3 separate regions of the Mus musculus genome follow, and all the other regions are linked to region 2. The links are chromatin contacts, called in public HiChIP or PLAC-seq and Micro-C maps. All regions are on one chromosome and are shown on one strand. Each heading gives the region's core, a stretch centred on a gene start, on an enhancer-like site or on the middle of the called end of the contact. The rest is flanking DNA. Distances are from core to core; before and after follow the strand shown. Region 1 overlaps Chst15 (carbohydrate sulfotransferase 15). Region 2 holds the start of Hmx3 (H6 homeobox 3). Region 3 holds the start of Htra1 (HtrA serine peptidase 1).

The links. A called contact is a pair of places that touch in the nucleus more often than the background predicts. HiChIP or PLAC-seq counts read pairs in DNA pulled down with a chosen protein or histone mark.
Region 1: a contact with region 2 is called in an H3K4me3 HiChIP or PLAC-seq map of embryonic forebrain, with 4 times the contacts expected there. The contact joins the enhancer-like site here to the promoter of Hmx3 in region 2. A contact is called at or near these places in 3 of 39 promoter capture datasets (the C10 cell line, cranial neural crest and pre-B cells), 3 of 115 datasets of contacts at active chromatin or transcription factors (astrocytes, embryonic forebrain and embryonic stem cells) and 2 of 9 other capture datasets (adipose tissue and embryonic stem cells).
Region 3: a Micro-C map of embryonic stem cells shows a contact between it and region 2, with 3 times the contacts expected there. The contact joins the promoter of Htra1 here to the promoter of Hmx3 in region 2. A contact is called at or near these places in 2 of 39 promoter capture datasets (embryonic stem cells and pre-B cells), 7 of 484 Hi-C or Micro-C datasets (all in embryonic stem cells) and 1 of 115 datasets of contacts at active chromatin or transcription factors (embryonic stem cells).

The regions. Positions count from the first base shown.
Region 1 is chr7:132,283,005-132,287,270 of GRCm38.p6, reverse strand. The region is part of intron 1 of Chst15 (carbohydrate sulfotransferase 15); the gene reads left to right. Among named protein-coding and RNA genes, the nearest start is that of Gm10584, 31 kb to the left of the region's middle. Within about 2 kb of position 2,755, at least 46 of the 459 cell types and tissues checked have an H3K27ac peak or open chromatin away from gene starts, as enhancers often do. A contact at or near this core is called in embryonic forebrain, where this site is marked.
Region 2 is chr7:131,540,931-131,545,052 of GRCm38.p6, reverse strand. Hmx3 (H6 homeobox 3) reads right to left here and starts at 2,090. Exons shown (of 2, transcript NM_008257.3): 1 at 1,691-2,090; 2 at 117-1,088. The coding sequence starts at 2,090. The coding sequence ends at 418.
Region 3 is chr7:130,934,310-130,938,689 of GRCm38.p6, reverse strand. It overlaps Htra1 (HtrA serine peptidase 1), which reads right to left and starts at 2,487. Exons shown (of 9, transcript NM_019564.3): 1 at 1,947-2,487. The coding sequence starts at 2,418.

The sequences.
Region 1 (4,266 bases), core at 1,506-4,005, 740 kb before region 2:
TGCTGATCCTCCACCATGCGTTTGCAAGTGTGGGATCGCACCACGTAGGCACTTGACAGGCGTGGTTACTGCTGCTGTGAACTGACCGAAGGTCAGAACTGTTGGGTCGAACTGTTTATTTTCTGAGAGAGACCAGAGCAGCCCTTGATAGGAAGTTAGTCACAAGCTTATATTTATTTATCTGTCTGTCTGCCTGTCTGTCTACCTATATTTTATTTTTTTCAGACTCTTGTTTTTAAGCCTAGGAGGAAGTCTGATCTTCTGGGAATAAGCCTTGACTTCACGGGGGTGTGGCAGGTCCTCCCTGGTCTCTGTGACTTTACTCTGTTCAGCAGTTAAGTCTGAGGTTACAGCTTTCTCGTATCACACATCATTTGCTTTGTGGGAGTCCGGGCCTGAGCCAAGACGTGCTGATTAGCTTTTGAACTAGTGCTTTTTTAAAAAAAAACTTGTTTACATAGAGCTGAGGGCACGGCTGCTCTTGGGGCCAGCTGGCTGGCTTCCGCAGTGGCTTTGTTACAGCCTCCCATGTTCTCACCTGGCCTCATATAGCTGTGTGTCAGCTTCCCTCCAGGGGTGGTGGTGTCCTTCACACACTGGTCACAGACAGCCATGGTCCTAGTGTATCATAGCAGTACCTGGCAGACACCAGGACTCTTGCAGAACATACCTTTGTGCACATGTTCACTGAAGGCCTTCCACCTTCAACTATGGAGATTTGCGGAGGAATTAATGAAAAAACAAAACAAAACAAGACAACCCTGTGATCTACCAGGGACTTTTAAATCGCTAGACTAACAGAGAACCACGGCCCAGGATTCCCCTTCTGATATATGCATCATATCTGTGTTTAGGAACTTGGTTTGTCTATAAATAAATGCTCGGTTGACCTATTTTACAGAGACTGGGAAATCTCGCTTCTAGGTTTGAGTTGAGGTTCCAGAAACTAGGTCTATTGGAGTCTAAAAGGTGGATTTTTTCTCCTAGAGGCTCTTACTGGCCATAGGCAATCCTTTATGCTAATGTTCTGGGGTTCCCATCTGGTCTCTGTTGCACTGTGGGGTGAAGGGGTCCTCCATATGAGCTTGTTCGAATCCCCTGCTAGTCTGCTGCCTTAAGGATTCTGTCATCATCCAGGATAGGTTGGGGCTTCAGACACTGGACCAAAGTTCCTGTTGTTAGCTGAGATCTTTGCAGAAAGAGGAAAGGAATGACAGGATGGGGGGTGGGGTGGTTATGGAAGGGCTTTTCAGGCTCTGGGGGTTAGTGGCATCAAGGAAACATTTCGCATAGATGTTAATCCCATTAATCCTCCAGAATTTCCTGCTGCAATTTTCTCTATACGGATGGGAAGCAAACAAGCCCAGAATTGTAAAGCAGCTGGCCTGAGACACACAGCCAGGAAGAGGTGGATTCCGGGAGATGTGGGGCTGTGATTAATGCTCCTTGGTTTGGGATTCTCATTTTTTTTCTTTCCTCCACATTTCTCTTTGTACCAGAGTGTACCTGTCCATCTCACAGCCATTGCAGTCACATGGAGCCCCAATCAAGGGCATCTCTGTTCCACGGTCACATAGGTGAATGCTCACAAAACAGTGTCTTCCAGAGCCATAGTGTCCCATGTGCCTCTTGGTCTCTGCCTTTGACTTGTACATGTTTATAAAGATCTACACCCACTGGGGAATTCTGTGGTCTGTCTTGGGTTTTCCGTTATTGTGACAGGAGGCAAGAGACAGTGTCCTTCATGGGATGGCTCTCAAGTGCATGATTTTCAGTCAACGGGGGATTTGGTTGGTGATGGTGATGGTCATGACGACGATGATGATGATGTACAAGGACAACAGCTGAGCACCATGTTGTGGCTAGTGGGGGGATGTTATTAATTCAAAGATACTTGAGTAATAGAGGGTTAAAGTGGAGCCTAGGTAACTCTCCCCTTGTTCTTTGCATTCAATCTTTTAAATCTTGGCCATCTCTAGCCTCAGACAGTCCCTCTGCCTCATCTCCAAGACTGGCAGAGCAAGGAGGTTGGCATTCGAGGACAAGGAGGGAGGTTGTGGCTGAGGGTGTGACTTACCAGACCTTTGTTCCAGCCTGCTTCTCTCTGCCCCTCCTTTGTTACTTAGTGTTTATTATTTCTTTACTGCTATTGTAGTTGCAAGAGGAATACTTGATCTTTCCAAGTGAACTTCAAAGCCAGATGGGACTGTGAAAGTGTGAGCCAATGTGCCCCAAGCTCCACCCACAGTCACTCTTGGAAACTGGTTGCTGAGGGATGTACTTGTCACTGTGCTTAATGGAAAGAGGGCCAGCTGGGGCTTCTGCTGTGTCTAGCTCTGCCTCCTGCTATGCTGTGATTCAGAGCAGGCTGTGTCCCGGGCTTCTGCTTCTCTTCCTTTTGTACTACAGAGCAGCCACACTCACCTGTAGCACTGTGAGTGGTCAGGAGCAGAAGAGGACCTTGGTGGGTCCACAGGACCTGCCAGCGCCTACCCAGCTTTCCTCCATGGTACTGAAAGTGACTTAGCAGGACTTCTTATTTTGCCATGTACTTGCCTACATCTTAATTTTAAAATGATGTTAAAACTTTCTAAGCTTTCTAAACATGGTATCTTGGATCTTTCATGCAGATCCCTGCACACACACACACACACACACACACACACACACGCACCAGGTGCTCACCATCACATCCATGGCCACACTGAGGCAGATGCACAGGCCACTCTCTGGCCTCTCACCATGTCTGGTAAGGGCTGGTCTGCTTGGGGATGGGAAGTGCATGCTATGCCCAGCTTCACCTTGTAAAACCATCTAGAGGACACTGTCAGATAGGCTGCCTGCTCTTTCCATCAGAAAGGAATGCCACTGAAGTATCTCAGGAGGTTCTCCCCATTCAAGGGTTAAATCAGACTCTTATTTTGCTTATCTTTGAAAATAAAACAATATTTAAAAGTATTCCGATCAGGGAGGCCATCTGGCGGGGAGCGCACAGCTGCTTCCCTTTCCATTGTGCCGCCCTTAATTTATTCACTCTAGGCCTCTGCTGTACATTGCGAGATCATCATTCGCATTCTGTGAACTGGCAATGTGTGAGTTCTGTTCTGTGAGGGACCTGAAGGGCATCTGGGTGGGCTATCTCCTGCTACCCAGGATCTTCCCTCTTCTCTCCAGGGTCTGTCTCAGTGGGCAGGAAGGGTCTAGGGATACAAAGGTGGACAGAGCCACCCTGTCCCTTTGGTGCTCTCTCTCTTTCTCTCTCTCTCTCTCTCTCTCTCTCTCATTTCCTCCCACACATTCTCTCTATCCTCTCTCAAACACTCTCTTCTCTCACTCCCACTCATTTTCATTCTATCTCTCCTACACATCACTCTCTCATGCACACAGTCTCTCTCTTACACACTCTTACACACTCTCTCCCTCTCTAACACATATACACACACTCTGTTACACACGCACACATACACACACACTTACACACTCTCTCCCTCTCTAACACATATACACATGCTCTGTTACATACACACACACACTCTTACACTCTCTCCCTCTCTAACACACATACACACACTCTTTCTTACACACACACACACACACACACACACACACACTTCCTCTCTCTTACACACACTCTCTCTCCCTCTCTCACATATATACATACACTTTCTCTTACACAGGCACTCACTCCCTGGGCACATCTTCTTTCCTTCATTTCCCGCTTGTGTTAGGGGACTCGTTGGACAATGGCCACAATGCCACCGCTTAAGGACTTTGCACTCCAGCCACATGGGAGCCATGATGTCAGAAAGCACGTCCCTTTCCCTGGCAGGTAAGGTTTGGGGCTGCACCTGCAGGAAGCCTCACAAACACACAAGAGGAAGAGTAGCTGGTTCTCAGACACCTGATGTCTTGATGATCTTGGGCCAATTTGGAGACACAAAGCCTTTCATGTTGACCTGGAGAAGAAGAGGGTGAGGGTCTCAGTTTGTCTGCAGTCACATGGCTATTTCAATGTTGTGATCGGTGCCCAGTGCAGACTCTGGAGTCTTTAGATATCCAGCCCCCCTCCCCTGGCCCATATCCTTTCCTGTCTCTGTAAATCACACCGAGCAGGAAGTATATGACATTGAATTCACAGTTGAGCTGCTTGTACAGTGGGGCTAATACTTGTCTTTAATATTATCAGGACATTTAAACCCAACCATCCACATTAACCCTAGGCTGGTGTATGGACACAGTCAGTGTCCGCTGGGGTCACTCTGGTCA
Region 2 (4,122 bases), core at 841-3,340:
AGAAAAATGAATAAACTAAAAAAAAAAGTTGAATTTTTCGCTTATTTTCCTTCTGTAAAAATACACCCTCAGAGCCACAGAGCAATGGTAATTTAAGGGGAGATCTGAACTTTTTTTTTTTTTAAAGAACTTTCAATTGGAAGTTTTGACCTGGTAATTTTGTCGTTCCCCCCTGCCCCACCCCGTTTTCTCTCAATGGTAAGCAAAACCAAAAATAAGAGGAGAAGCGCCTCAAATTCATAGGAATTAATTGCACGAAAATGCATTGCAAATACTTACAAAATGCTATTGGGGGGTGGGAGGCAAGGCAGTGAGCCCAAGGTCGCTGGCCACAGCCCGGCACCCTCGGCCCGGCCCAGTCTCCTCCGGGGTCCCCAAAAGGTGGCCGGGTGCTCACTCCCTGTCCCCTGTCCCATCTCACACCGGCCTTAGTAGGGGCACGGACGAGACCACCGGGTGCGAGTAGTAGACTGGGTGCGGGAAGGTGAGCAGCGGCTGGCTGACTGGCACCGGTGCCCCCGCAGCCGCTGCCGCCCCCTCGGCCGCAGAGTTCTCGTGGTAGAGGATGGGCACGCGTACGATGCGCTGCGCAGCGGCGTGGCTCAGGTTGGCCGCCTCCAGCTCGGCCGCCAGCTGTCGCTTCCACTTGTTGCGGCGATTCTGGAACCAGATCTTGACCTGCGTCTCGGTGAGGTGAAGCGACGCGGCCAGGCCAGCGCGCTCCGAGCTGCTCAGGTAGCGTTTCATGTCGAATGTGGACTCGAGCTGGAAGACCTGGCTGCGCGAGAAGACGGTGCGCGTCTTCTTTTTGCGGCACGCCGGCTTCTTCTCGGGACTCTCGGCGCCCGCCTTCCAGTCCTCTGAGCCCGGTGTCGCCGTAGTCGCCCCTACGGTCGTCCCGGCCGCGCCAGGCACCGCCTCGCCTTCTTTTTTGCCTTCCTCCGAGTCGCTCTCTTCCAGAATGATCTCGTCCGGGCTCTTGGAGTCCAGCTCCTTGTGGTCGGGGTCAGCCTTGAGCAGAGGCTCCGGGGAGTCTCGATCGGTGCCGGACGCAGGGGAGGAGTCTCGCAGGAGGGCCTTTTCCGAGGCTGGGGAGACAGACAAACGGACGCACACACAAGCACAGCGACACAGCCTTGAGCGAGGCAGGGATCTGGGAGCACCAAGCGCAACCCACACGTTGGCCTCGGGCTACTGGCCCTGGGCCTCGGTTCTCCCGTGTCCCCGCTGGGCTGCAGTGGGGCAGAAAGATCTAAGATCTCTTCGCCTTTCTAGGACTGGCCAGGCAATGGTGGGATCAGGGCCGCTCCTTTTATCTCGCGTTTCCCACGCCAGGGGCCAGCGGGAAAATTCTCCACTGCTAAGGTTCAACCCTGCCTTCCAGGCCTCCCCCCCACCCCCCAAGGCCATCCCAAGCCACCCATTCCTGCTGGAGGACAATTTTTTTCCGGGAATCGCAGAGCCCGGGCCTCCAACTGCACTTCTTTTCTCAGCAAGTGGGATTGGTTTCCTTGGCCTCGTAGCCGAGCGGCGCAGGAAAGATGCTGGCTAGAGGCCGAAGGAAGTTAACCAAAACTCTGGTTGGCAGGTGTCGGGGCATCCCTAACTGCAGTGACACCATCTCTGAGAGGGAATGTGACCGGCCCACAGGGAAAGAGGGGAGAACGAAAGTTCAAAGAGAGGTCGGTACCTTCTGGTCGCGGGAGGTGACCGCCGGCGGGGGTCAGGGTGTAGGGGTACCACCAGGCCGGGGAGCGCTCCAGGTAGTGCGCGGGCAGGGCAAACCTCTGCGCTGGGATCTCAAAGCGGGGGAAAGCCAGGTCGCCCACCTGCGAGAGCGCGAAGCCCGCGGCGCCCTCCAGGGCACCTTTGGCTGCGGCGGCCGCAGCGGCGGCGGCGGCGGCAGCAGCCGAGGCCGGAGCAAAGAGCGTTCGTGGGGGCGGCTGAGGCTTCGGGGGCGGCCGGTGATGGTCTCCGTTGAGCAGGTTCCTGATGGAGAACGGGGATTCCTTGGGCGCGGGAGGTTGGGGCGGTGGCTGCGGGGGCGGCGCGCTGGCAGTGCCCGAGGCGTCCGGCCCGGGCTCCGGCATGGTCCCCAGTCCTCCGGGTCCCACGGAGGGCGGGAGCGGGACAGGCGGGCGGCGGGCGGCGGGGCGAGCAGGCTAGGGGCCGGAAATCAGACCATAAACGGAACTCAACTACGGGGCTCAAAGTCGGGGGCCGCCCCGGGCGCGAATCGAGCCGCGGGAGGGCGGGGTGGGGACCGGGCCGGGGCGGGCTCGCATGGGGGGAGGGGTCCAGAGGGGCGGGGAGCGGACCTGCCTCTGCGCCGAGGGAGCGAGGGGGCCGGTAGGAGCTGCGGCTCCCCGGGAGGAGGCTGCGAGAGCGGTCCCCGGCTTGGGGATGCGTCAATCCGGCGCCGGATGCTAATGATGAAATCAAAATGTCATCCAAGTTAAATGCGGGGAGTATACGGCGATTGGGCGCGTACAATGGCAAATGGGATTAGGCCGGCCAAGGCGCAGCCGAGCCCAGGCCCCGCAGCCGCCTCCTCTACCGCCCCCTCCTCGCCTTCCCTCGGATTTTGGCGCTTTGGCTTCGGGCTATGAGAGCCCGCCTGTTATTGGCTTTATATAGTCCAATTAGGCAGCAAATGAGGACAAACCTATTAGCACAAAAGGATATTGGCTCTCGCTAAAGAGGCACTCTGAGAGCTCCCACCAAGCGGGAGGCGCGCGAGGGACCTCAAGAAGGAGACGCCCCCGGCGGGCCGGAGCGCACGGACCTGCTCCAGTCTGGAGCAAGCACCTCCCTCTACCCCCTGCAGCTCGGCTGCGGGCTGGCTGCTGTCCGGTCTGCCTGAGGGGGAGGGGCAGAGCAGGCTGGCCTGGGTCACCTCCGGGTTATCCGCGCTAGCAGCGGCCGCTCTCCCACCCCTCCCGGCCTGGCAGAGGCCAGCTGCCCCACGCGGCTGGAAAGCCTTGGCCGTGCGGGTCCAGGAAGTAGGGCGCCTCCCCGGCCCCGAAAGAACTCAGTACTTTCTTTCCCCAAACCTGCTAATCAGGGTGCGGCCAAAAAGAGCTTCCCCGCTCTTCGTCTAGTCGAGAGTCTGCCGACTTAGGAATCCGCGTAGCCTTGGCCTTTGGTCCTGAAAATGGATGAGTGATTCTGAATCTTTCAGGAGTAGGAGTTGGGTATGCGACTCTGTGCACGCGCTTCCCCTGTGCAACTGTCGGGGTAGCGGTGTTTCCTCACTGACAACTGTACTCCGAAGGACACCGCTCTTTTCTTGGTGACTGTGTCCGCGGCTCAAAGATCAACTTTAAGCCTGCGATCTGAACACAGCACTTTCCCCCCAAAGGGTGGCATTTGGAACTGCCTAATGCTTTAATATAGGCGCCAAGAACCGAAGGCGCAGAAGAGTACCTTTCTCGTTTGTGACCCTGGCAACGACACCTGCAGCATGTCCCAAGGGCCTCCAAGTCCCTGGAGAATCTCGGCGGGCCTCTGAGGAATAGCTGGACTCATTCGACCTTAACAGCTCCCTGGGTCAAGCAGGAAGCCGGAGAGACAATCAGTTCAATTCTAGATTTCCATGGGGTCCTTTCCCCTGGTGATAGTTCCTTGGCCCGAGAAAGATGACAATTTGTTCTCAGCCTGGATGAAAATCCCTTCACACCTGAACTTCCTCCGCCTCAGCCCGTTCTTTATCTTTCGGTTGAGTCTTGCCTAATTCAAGCTCCTCTTGCTTACCTAGCGCAGCCTGGACAGTTTTGGGTCCCCAAATGAGAAGTAGGTTTATTTTATTTTTCAGACCTAAGGCACCAGAACCGCCTCTACCAAGTCTTGAAGGTCGTATTTAAAGTTTTGACATCCACCCTCGGTAACGAACCCTACTATTGCCTTGTAAGTAGCGCTTCTATAAATGGTTACTATTATTCCTTTGATTTCGTATAAGGCTTTACTGGAATGCACAGGGGCGCATCATCTAAAATCCGAGTTGGAGCCAATCACAGCTCCGAGGCTCAAGCAGGGTTGGTAATACGCTCAGATTTTATAGAGAAAAGGTGTCCAGAGAGGAGGCTGTACCTAAGACGCCCAAACAGTGTGGGACAAGCAGCG
Region 3 (4,380 bases), core at 1,238-3,737, 610 kb after region 2:
AAGTATTTGGCCTCTGCTGATGTCTGTAACTCCTGGCCTTGTGCAGCAAGACTACAAAGAGTGACAGCTACCTGGTTTCCCACCAAAATGTGCTTTTTAAAAAAAAAAAAAATGTCACCTGTGCACACTCAGATTCTGGTGAAAGTAGCCCAGATTCCTACCTTCTGCCCTCCCCCTCTAGGCTAGTTCTACGCCAGCCCTCCTCTGAACAGAGCCTATTCAAGAACTACTCAAGGATATCTGCACGTGTGACACACTACTTCCTCCCCAGGGGACTCTGAGCCACCACTGTGGGTCACTTCTGCCCGTGTCTGTCTAACTAACTAACTAACTAACTAACTAACTAACACCAATCTATTCTCCACCTCAAAGTATCCACTCAGGAGCTACATAGTTCTCTACCTCTCCCCAAGGTGAGTTGGCTGGTCCAGCCCCCTGGAAGCCCATTTCCCATAGCCTTGAGGTCTAGCTCTGGCCTGTTCTGAGTTTGCCAGCATTCAGGTTCCAGCTGAGTGACCTTGGACAAGTTATTCATCCCCAGTTCCACCTCATCTAAGACAAAGACGAGGCCAGGAGCTTCCTCCTCCCGGGTCTAGGAGACCAAATAGAGTCACAGGATAACTCACTTGTCACATGGGCTGGGACTTAGTAGGTAGGGACCCCGGGATCAGTCCTCTCTGAAAACAAACAAACAAACAAACAAACAAACAAACAAAAACCCTTTTCTTCTCTCTATGGAGGCTGAGTTTCCTGGGACTGAGGTCCAGTCCTGTGCTCCTGTGGTAAGAATATAAACACCAGCCCACCTCTTCCTACACCACCTGGAGTACTTTCCTGTGCATTCGAGTAAAGTTTTGCCAAATTCAAAGTGGTCATAGGCGACCATATTCCTATAAAGAAAAATCTAGCTCAATCTCTCTTTCCCTCTCCCGTGCTTTCCTGTCCTCCCCACCACATGGGGGGTGGGGGGGCGGAGGGGAGGGAGGTGCTAGGTTTGGGCAGGAGCCCTGTAGCTGAAGCCAAATGTACTGGAGCCCAGCTGGCTGGTCCCCACAGCGCTGTAGTGGCCAGTATGAATTTACTGTTTTTCCACAGGGTATCTCTGGATTTAACCGAAGCTTTTCTCTGGAAGGTCCTGCAGGGAGCTGGGCAGTTCTCCAAGCCCCTTTACCCTGTCGCCACCACCACGTCCAGCTCTTGTGGGTACAGAAAGGTCCCACAAGGAGAGAGAGGGTAGAGGGTGCATTTTTTTCTTCATCCCCAGTGGGCCCCTCCTCTACCTCAAATTTCACGGTCCACTACCTGGTTGAACTCAGGCAAAAGGACCAAAGGACCAAAAAAGGACCAAATCGTGGGCGTTTTTGTAAAGTTGATTTAAATCAATGGAGGAAGAGGGCCGGAGTTACTAAATCGTTTTCTGCTTAGGAGGCGGGGTGAGAAAAATGCTTGCTGAGTTGAGCAGAGATGTTCCCTCTCCCCAAAGTGAAAGTTTTCACGAAGAGGTTCTATAAGAAAAACACTGCTTAGATAGTTCCAAGAAGAGAGGACTCAGCAGAAAGGGAGAAGGAAGGGAAGGCGACAAGAGTTCTTGCGATCCCAAAGCCATGTATCTCAACATTGCCAAGATCCCTGGTATGATACGCGGCTTTCCCCAGCGCGATGCCTAGTCACCCCGGCCAGGGGGTGCTGGACCAAAGCGCGCAAAGCACCTGCTTGGCGTTTCTCGAAACGACCCGATGCTTGGCGCAGAAATAGGGCCGGAGGGAGCCTTTGAAACACAGCTACCCCGAGCCCCATCGTCTCTCTCTCCCACTAACTGGATGCCTAGAACACCCCGCAGTGCTTCTCTGCACCTCCGCATCCCCTCCCGACGGTCCTGACTGGTCGGGCTGAGTTGGCGAGAGTGGGGAGCCACCCAGGAGTGCAGCGCAGGGCGGGGCGGGTACCTTGGCCGCAGGCGCCGCGCTGCAGGACGATGACCGGCGGCTGGCGAAGCTTCTCGGAGCGGCGGCTGGCGGCGCGCAGCTGGCACAGGTTGGTGTAGGTCTTGGCGTCGCTACCACACACCGGCTCGCTGCTGGCACACACGCACAGGCCGGCCTGTGCGCGCCGTCGTACTGTGGCCGAGGCCGGCACCCCGAAGGGCACTACGCATTGCAGCCCCTCGCCGCAGGGACCCTCCTGCAGGCCGCACGCTGCACCCTCGAGCGCGCCGCACACCTCGCAGCAGCCGCACGCGTCGCGGACGCGGCCACCCTCGCAGTCCGTGGGCGGCGGGGCGCAGCGGGTGGGATCGCAGTGCTCGGGACAGACGGTGGCAGCTGGGGCCGAGCGGCCGGTCCCCGACGGCAACGCCAAGGAAGGAGCCGCTAGCAGCAGCAGTAGCAAAGACAGGAGCGTGGTACGCAGGGACTGCATGACGACTCCGACGGCCACGGGCTGGACCACAGCCGAAAAACCGCGCTCGGGACGGTGTGTCGGGGTCTTGGGGACAGCGGGTGCGAGTGTGCGCGGCCGTACGGTTAAGCCCATTGGCCTAGCGGCGGTGACGAAGCGCCAGGGGGACGGGCACCGCTCCCGGGAGGGGGGCCGATCGGGGACTGCCTGCGGGGACGAGGCGGGGCGGGCCGCGACTCCACCCTCCGGCTGGCTCAGTTTCTCATTCTAGGATTCTTTTTCCTCAGAGATTGAAGACCTTAAGACCAAAGTGGCACTTAACAGAGGGAAACCTGCCTAGCACTGCGCAATCGCCTGGAAAGTTCCCAGGTCGTCCAGTGCGGAGGGCGGTCACATCGACCCCGGCCACAGCTGCAATGGACCGGTGCCCAGCTTGGGGGACTGTGGCTGTGAACTTGACGCCGCCGTGGGAAGGCAGCGTCAGCAGGACTGGCAGAAACCCAGTGCCCAGACCTAGTTTCAAGTGAGAGAAGCAAAAAGCATTGGCGAATGACAGTGTAAACCTTCCTAACGCTTCTCTTTTAAAGTTGCTTTCGGTGGAGTGCATGCCATAGCACGCCTCGGGTATCTGGGTTTGGTACTTGGAGGGCCACCGGGAGCATGCCGTGGCCACCGGGCTTTGTACAGTTTGTACTTTTTCACCCTGAGCTGTTAGGGAATGCGTTGTTACCACACAGAAGCGCCCAGCCCGCGCCTGCAGTCCCAGCGCTCGGGCAAATCAAGGTGTCCCAAAACAAGATGTTTTATTTTGAGCTCTCACATGAGGATTTAAGTGACGTTTGGGACCGAGATGAGTCTAAGAATCATCAGGAAGAGCAACTGTCACCCCGGAGGCAGATCTCTGTGCCTGGCCAACACAGAACACATAAATCTTGTATTGGAAGATGAGAGAATTAAAGTATGTGCTGTCCCCACCTGAGTTCCCCATGCACCTCGCCATAACACACCCCAGGGTGGTGGGCAGAGTGCTGCTGACCCTGACTCAAGGAGGAGTCGCTGATAGGGCGCTAATCTACATCCGGGTTGTTCCCTTGTGCAGAATTCCTTAAAACAACTCCCCTCAAAGCAGTCCCCGAGGTAAGCCTCAACTTCGTCCAAGTCCCACACATCAAGGGGTAAGAGAGGGGTAAGAGAGACACACACCCACGCATATGCACATGCACACACACACAGTCTCTGATATGAGAAGTACTTTTGTGTCTGGCTGGAATCCTCAGACTACAGAAACATAGATGTCTACTGGTCCTCCTCTGTCCCCTGTGCTCTCTCCTCTTCCCTTCTGCCAGTAAACTCCCTTTTATACCAGTTCTGTTGCATGGCATAATTTCTCAGAGGCACACCTTGACATGGGTTCACCATGGTACCCCCCTTGCCACATTATATTTCATATTAGTGCTGTGACCCCGGCTCTCCTGGCGCTTGTGTTCCTTCTGGTTCTATGCCATGCATGGGGACCCTAGTTCCACCTGAAACAAATCTGCTTTCTGGCTGCCTGATAGCTCAGCACCTGATCTACCGCTTCCCTGGTAAGCTCTGATCCATCAGCCTTTGCAGATACTCTTCTCTCCGGAATTCTCTTTTATGGAACTCATATCCCGCAAGCAATTCCTCGGGTCACACAAACCTATGGGGAGAGGAGGAGGAGGAGAACTCCTGTTAGAGAGAGGAGCTGAGCAGAGGCAGACAGACTTCAAGCAGAAAGGCTGTTAGGAAGTACAAAGCAGAGAAGGTGTACCAGGGCCAGTTTGTAATAAAATCTGAGTCCATGAAGGGACAGGGAGAAAGAGTGTGAGTGTGTGTGTGTGTGTGTGTGTGTGTGTGTGTGTCTTAGGAGGAGGGACATAGTTCTATGTGGACAGGCTGCAAAAGCCAAGGCCATGTGGAGGAATTGGAGCCTAGAATTTGGAATCAAATTTACAGGCA